Linked DNA regions of Anser cygnoides: region 1 is linked to region 2. Evidence: chromatin contacts called from public Hi-C data. All regions are on one chromosome and are shown on one strand. The core of a region is the stretch at or near the end of the contact, and the rest is flanking DNA. Distances in the headings are between cores, read along the strand shown. Region 1 holds the start of SLC38A9 (solute carrier family 38 member 9). Region 2 overlaps PLPP1 (phospholipid phosphatase 1).

Region 1 (3,217 bases), core at 666-3,165, 92 kb before region 2:
AGGTACTAAATGAATTTAAGTTCCCATTTTCCTAGACACTACCCAGACATGAAGCAAAAGACATGCTTTGCCCAGAAGGTTATGTGTCACCAGAACAGATAGCCCTAACACAAATACTGCAAGGCAGTTATGGAATGCACTTCTGTAAAGTCAGCTGTTGGCAGCATTTTTTATGAGGGGGCAGGGGAGTCACTACACTTCTCTTAGGCTTGCTTGCTGGCAAATCAATTGTTGCAATAAAACATTTTTCCTAGCATAACTCAATGACTAATTAATGACCAAGAATGCAACCATGTATCTTCTATGGTTATAACTATCTAAGTCTTTCATAGCACAGGACATAGTAGGCAGCCTTGCAAGAGTAAGACTAGCTTCTCGCATGCTGGAAAAGTTACATCTCTGCTTCTGTGTGTTTTAGTTTTATTCACTTCATAGTGCCAGCATGCAGTGTTCGCATTGCATTTCAGACTCAAGTGCATCAGGAGCCTGGACTTCCTGACTCCCTGACCAAAATCTTCAAATATCCAGAAGGTGCATTCTAAGGGTGGCTCAGGTGCAAAAGATGACAGTGAGTTTTCTGCATTACACACAGTAGAAGTTTTGGTCTGACTCAGCTTGCATGCATGCAGCCGAATTTCAGGGCGATGATGGGTGGTGGTAGTCTCTGCTGCCTCATTTCCTCCTGCGGTCTGAAATTCAGATTATGCAGCAGTTTTCTCACAGGAATAGTCCTGCTGCTTAGCCATGCAATCTGTCTTGGGCTGTGCTTGAGGAAGGAGTACAGGCTGGGACTGGTGTCTAGCTTGTTTTGAAATATCTTTCTCACGTGGGGAAGCTATCTCTGCTGTCTTCCTTACATGCAATGCAATTCAGCAGTTTCCCTTACCGTGAGCTATAAAAATCCCTACAGTTTTACTTTAACCAGTGTCTGAACTATGAAAAGGACATATTCCCAACTTGATTTAACTAGGAGCAACAACAACAAAGGGATTTTAAAACAATGATAGCCTCACGTAGGTGTGTTTGATTGCCAAGCATAAAAGGCTCTGGTAAATCCAGGCACAAGGCATCTCTCCTGCAAGACACTTTGATTCCATTTTCCAGAAACCATTGTGTGATTTGCCAATGTAGTTCAGACCTGCCCTATTACGGATCTGCTGTACCACAGTAAATCCCTCATAGTGCAAAATGGTGTTTTGTAGTGGAGAAGCAGCAGAATTATTTCTGTTCCCTGCTCTGGAGGAAAACTGAAGCTCCTGACTCTTTACCCCTTTGCAGCTGGGACAGTTATTTTCTTCCCTTCAGAACAGTGAATTTCTATGAGCACTAGTGCTATATTATATATAACCATTGTGTTTTGAATCAGTATTAAATGTACCTGTCTCTCTGTTTCCTTATTTTCCAACTGATTTAGTGTAGGACTTGTTAGTGTTAGGTCAGAGGCTGGACTTGGTGATCTTGGAGGTCTCTTCCAACCTAGATGATTCGATGGTTCTGTGAATTAAAAGACTACACAAGCTATCAGCCTCCCTATTTTCTTCAAGGTTTCCTCGTTTTTCTCCCAGCTTTGGGACTACCCTAGCAATGGACACCTGACCAATTGTCACTAACAAGTCCAATTCTTTTTTTCAGGGCTGTTTGGTACCTGCACGTGCATCCATACCTCGCTTACCCGAGAAGGCAGCCAGGCGCAGGACACGTTTAGTTACACACAGCACGTGTCCCCAACGGCAGCGGCAGGCCTGCTGCGGGCAGAGGCGCTCGGGTAGCAGCCACGGCGCTGCCTTTGCCCAGGAGGGGCAGCCACGGGGCCGCCACCCCGCAGGGCGCTCGCAGCCGGACCCGGCGCGCTGCTGCCGCTCCCCGGCCGGCACCGCCGCCAGCCGGCGGGGATCTGCCAGCGCCGCCCCGCTGCCGGCACCGCCCCGCTCCCTCCTCCCGGCCGCGCTCGGGCGGCTCCGCCGCGGGCCCGCCTGCGGAACTGCGCGGCCCGGCACGCCGGGAGGCTCAGCCCGCCTCCGGCCCGGCCCGGCCCGGCCCGCTGCCCGCCGCGGAGCGCCGCCGCCGCAGGTAGGGGAGCGGCGCCGAGCCGGGGCCGTCGGGAGAGCGGGAGCGGCGGGTGCCGGCCGGCCGAGAGCCGCGGCCCGGCGTGCCCGGTGTGCCGGGAGGAGGGCGGGCGGCGTGGGGGTCGCGGGGGAGCCGCCCGGCCGCGGCCCGGCTCCAGCGCGAAGCCCGCGGAGGAGAAACGTAACCGAGCAGCGGGCGTTGTGGTGGGCATGGAGGCCTCTGGGGGGATTCGTAAATCCTGGAAAAGCTTAAATCAGCCCTAACGAGCCCGTGGGCCCCCGTCCCTTTTAAAGGGTGGTGGGAAAAACGTAGATCAAGGACGAAGGCGCTAACGTTGTTTGCATTCCTATACCTGTGTCTTTAGAATTCACGCAAACACCTATATGCAAGTAACAAAGGCTTTAATTGTTGAAGACAAGTTATCGTTCCATTTCTTTTTAATTTTACGTAGGTATCATCTGTCAGTGGTTCTGCCCAAGGTACGCAGGAGGTCAACAACAGTACAGTTTGTATCGACAAGAGTGCTTTTTACCAAAGCAGTTATTAATTTACACTTGTTATGCATTTTAATCATCTTCAACCAATACAGATCTAGGAGAGTATGGACAAGCTAACTTGTGGCAAGCTGTGCCAGTTTTAAGGGGCTCTGAGTGTATGCTAATAGTCTTAGAAGCAGTATAGCATTCTTCAGTCCCTTTCAAGCTAGGGCCTATTGCCCCAGAAAAGGAACCAAGAAACTCTTCTGTATAACTTTGAAGTTCCTGTTTTTCGCTGTACAACGTGCTTATTTCTCACAGTTTCTATGTGCATAGCCTGCAGTTTACTTTAGATTTGTGCCATGACCTTTATTCATCCATTCATCAGTTCAGAATTTAAGAGAAGACCATGTCACGCCAAGTAGAACTTTTAAAAGTCATTTTCCTTATTTGAAGTAAATACTTGTATTAGTGGATTGTAGTATTTAAATCATGATTGTGAGGTGGGGTTATAAGAGTAATGGCTTTAAATAAGCATGAAACAGGTTAACTTGTCACAGTTTGATTTGTGAAATCTAGTTGTCAGGGAGCTATACTTAAAGGAACCACTAGATATCTCAAAGCAAAGGAAACTACTGCTGTGCATAACCATAAGAACAGTTTTTGGTGGCAAA
Region 2 (3,350 bases), core at 623-3,122:
CATCTGAGCAGCTTAACCTGCAAGTACATTACTCTGAACTCATTAATGGACAAATCTCCATCTCTCTTGTCCTTAAAGTGGTTTTGCAGGCAAAACTGGATGACCTTGATCTTCTACTGTGTCAGGATTGCCAGCTTTGTCAGCAGTACATCTGCTAGTTATGCCAGAATCATTAATAAATTATACACTGCATAGCGCTAGCTCCATGACTTGATCCCTGAGATTACCCTGCCAGTAACCTTTTCCCAACCTCTTAACATACCTGTTGTCATTTTCCCTTTAGGCAATTTCTTCACCCTGCTGCAGTTGACTTGTAAACTTCTACAAGTACACACCAGGGATGCTTTTTGGTATTTTGGTATTGTCATTTGAGAAGTAGTCAGTAGAGAGCCTTTAAGGACTCTTTGCCATCTCTACTTCTTACTTAAGAGACAAGTCCAATTATTTTTTTTACTTTCATGTAAAACTGAGTCCAACTGATTTTTAGTAATTCCCCTCTTTTATTTGCCAGACTCTGCCCTTTGAAATTGTAGCTTGGTTAGGGGGAAATAGATATTTGTAGAAAAAGCAGGGCCTTTCTTTTAACATAGTGTGGCAGTGTGATTGTGCAAGATGTAGGGTTCACCCCCCCTTGCCCCAGTGATCTGCTGTTGAAATTTTTACTACTTTTCCTTGAGAAATAACTTGTAGACTAAGTGGATAAATCTCATGAAATCTCATGTCTAGGTAGGTTTATCCTACAACAGCTCTAAACTTCTGTTAACATTGGTTATCCAACCTTGACACTAATGATAGTCGTGCCATTATGAAGGCAGTATCACTTAACCTTCAGTCATATCTAGTCCTCCTATATGGGAGTTTTCATACTTAGCTTTTGCATCATGGTAGCAATCTTCCTGTTCCTGTCCTCTGAAATGATGATATCTTTCAGGGTTTAAAAAAAAAAGTCTATCACAAATACAGGGCTAACTAGCTTTGTAGTTATTACAGTAAGAGGCTTTGCCTCGTTCAGCCCTTTTGCCAGTTGTGTTGCTTGTTTTTGTGCGTGTATGAAAGCTGAACTGTGTACTTTCTCCCTGTCTTTGTGTTATCTTGGAGGGAGGTGTACTTAAACTGCAGAAGTACTAAAGATATATGTGTGAAAGGATTTCAATCTAAGTGTCAGGCTTGTTTACATGGGATTTGTTTATTTTTTTTTTAAATCAAACTCAGTCATGTAAAACAGAGCAAAACCTTCAGTTACGGTGCATTTTCTTAATGGTTTTGCTTGCCAGAAACAGGTGGTTGTCTCTCTAGTTTGACTTCTCCTTTGCTCTCTTCTCCTTTAAACCAGTTAATAGTGAAACCAATCAATGTGTGTTTAAAAGAAGCAAGTTAAACCTGCTGTCTGGAGCGTGTTTTGAGGGAGTAGCTATAGACCCTGGAGAGTGCTTTACTGGCTCTTGATGTCTTTTTGGTTACTGATTAGCAACTACCTTGGACTGAGCAAATGGTAAATCGCAAATGTAGTTCTGTTGGCTGAAGGTTTTGGTTTGATAGTATTAGATCAATCTGATAAAACTTCCAGTAAGCTGGCTTTTGGAAATTAAAATTTCTGCCCCAGCTTTTAATGGAACATGTCTCCTTTCAGCATTGAGACATGCTTAGAACAAAAAGATAAGTCTGTTGCAATTGTTTCTTTAATCAGTTACAGTTGGAAGAAACTAGAAAAAATACTTTATGAAACTAACTGTATAAAGTTTTTAACAGTATTATGTTACAAAGCTTAGCTCTTTGAATTAACTGTAGGTAAATATCAAACTTTTTAAGACTGTCTCAATGAAATGATGCTTTCTTAAGTGTTACTGGCTTTCTTACTTGAGTGTTACCGGTTATGACTTCTGGAAACTGTTTATGACTCTCATAATTAATGGATATTCTTCCCCATACTAAGTGGCCTTGAGGTGTAGGTGTAGTACTTTCCTCAAAGCTCCATGGAACAGCTCATTCTATATTTTCATACCTACTGCTGGTCTTTCAGTAGTCCACTGCTAGATACAAATGGCTGCATAATACTTCGTATGTTGTCTCGGTAATATTGCTTGAAGGATTATAGTTCACGAAGATCAGAATCCTTCTCTCTTTTAAGCCTGGAGAGAAGTTTTGAGCGCTAGGGTGAAATGCAAGTTCTTCGACCATGCTCTTCATTGCTACTACTCTTTTTTTACACTTTTATTACACTACTCTCTTGGTCTAACAAACTAAAGCAGTGGAACATCAGACAAATGCAGATGCAGCTGAGGCACTCGAGTGATGGAAAGAAGTTATGAAAGAGGGCACTCTAACTTACTTTAGCTGGTTCCTAGTAGCTTAAAATGCAAAGCAAACACAAAGTTTGTTGTTTACTTAACTATTCTGTTTGCATGCTCTTGATGTAGGACAATGTTGCAAGCAATTACAAACTAATTAGAGCATAATCTCAGTACTGCTGAAGAGTGAGCACACATTTCAAACAACTTCTCTTTGCAAGAAAAAAACATTTTAAAAACATAACCTGAGCCCTCTGGAAACTTGCCTCCTTCTCACCCTTGCAAATTTGCAAGGTAGGGGTAGGAGGAAATGGGAATAAGCCGTCTTCATGCCATTAATCATAAAGCAGGTCTTTAAAAGGGATTATACAGAGATACTGACATGATGCCAGTGACAACACCTGACTAGGATAGCAGGGATGTTAGGTTTTGGTAGCTGCCCGGACGTGATCCTGGGCAACCTGCTCTGGGTGTCCCTGCTTTAGCAGGGGTTCGGCTGAATGGACCCAGAGGTTCCTGCCAACCTCAGATCTTCTTGGATTCTGTGATTTGTGTCTTTAGGCTGAACCTAATTTTGTGAGTAACTGTTTTACTGGGGTGATTGGAACTAACAACTTTGAAAGAGTAAATCTGTAAAATAAATAAATAATCAATTTTTCCCTTAAATCTTAAAATCTAAAGTCTTGAATCTTTTTGTTAGCATGTGTGTAGGGCAAAATCATTCCTTGTTCCATCACACTCTTATAGAATAAGTGGTGTTGGAAATGCATCATGGCCTCATGCTGACGAGCAGCACCTTCCCTCATGGCTGCACACTACTTCTGTCTCCTCCCTTGCCCAAGGTAGCTAAACACTAACCTACAGCTGATGTACAGACATGCTGTTGTAACACCACCATGGAGGAAGGCAGAAGCGAGAGCTGGGCTGTGATGTCTTCCAAATCCCTGCTATCTATCCTTACTGTTAGGATCAACGAACAGTAGTGTTTTTTTTTTTTCCCCCGGTAGAAAGGCTGTTCTTGCACCGTACTGCACAGCCCAGCTCCCAGGGCAGTGTGCTGGC

What was found. Hi-C and Micro-C count contacts between places; a contact is called where the count stands out from the background.
Region 1: a Hi-C map of liver shows a contact between it and region 2, with 11 times the contacts expected there. The contact joins the promoter of SLC38A9 here to the enhancer-like site in region 2. A contact is called at or near these places in 2 of 7 Hi-C or Micro-C datasets (both in liver).

Annotation. Positions count from the first base shown.
Region 1 is chrZ:72,427,113-72,430,329 of Taihu_goose_T2T_genome, reverse strand. It overlaps SLC38A9 (solute carrier family 38 member 9), which reads left to right and starts at 1,915. Exons shown (of 15, transcript XM_066987986.1): 1 at 1,915-2,070.
Region 2 is chrZ:72,335,298-72,338,647 of Taihu_goose_T2T_genome, reverse strand. The region is part of intron 1 of PLPP1 (phospholipid phosphatase 1); the gene reads left to right. Among named protein-coding and RNA genes, the nearest start is that of PLPP1, 22 kb to the left of the region's middle. Within about 2 kb of position 1,872, at least 1 of the 3 cell types and tissues checked has open chromatin away from gene starts, as enhancers often do. A contact at or near this core is called in liver, where this site is marked.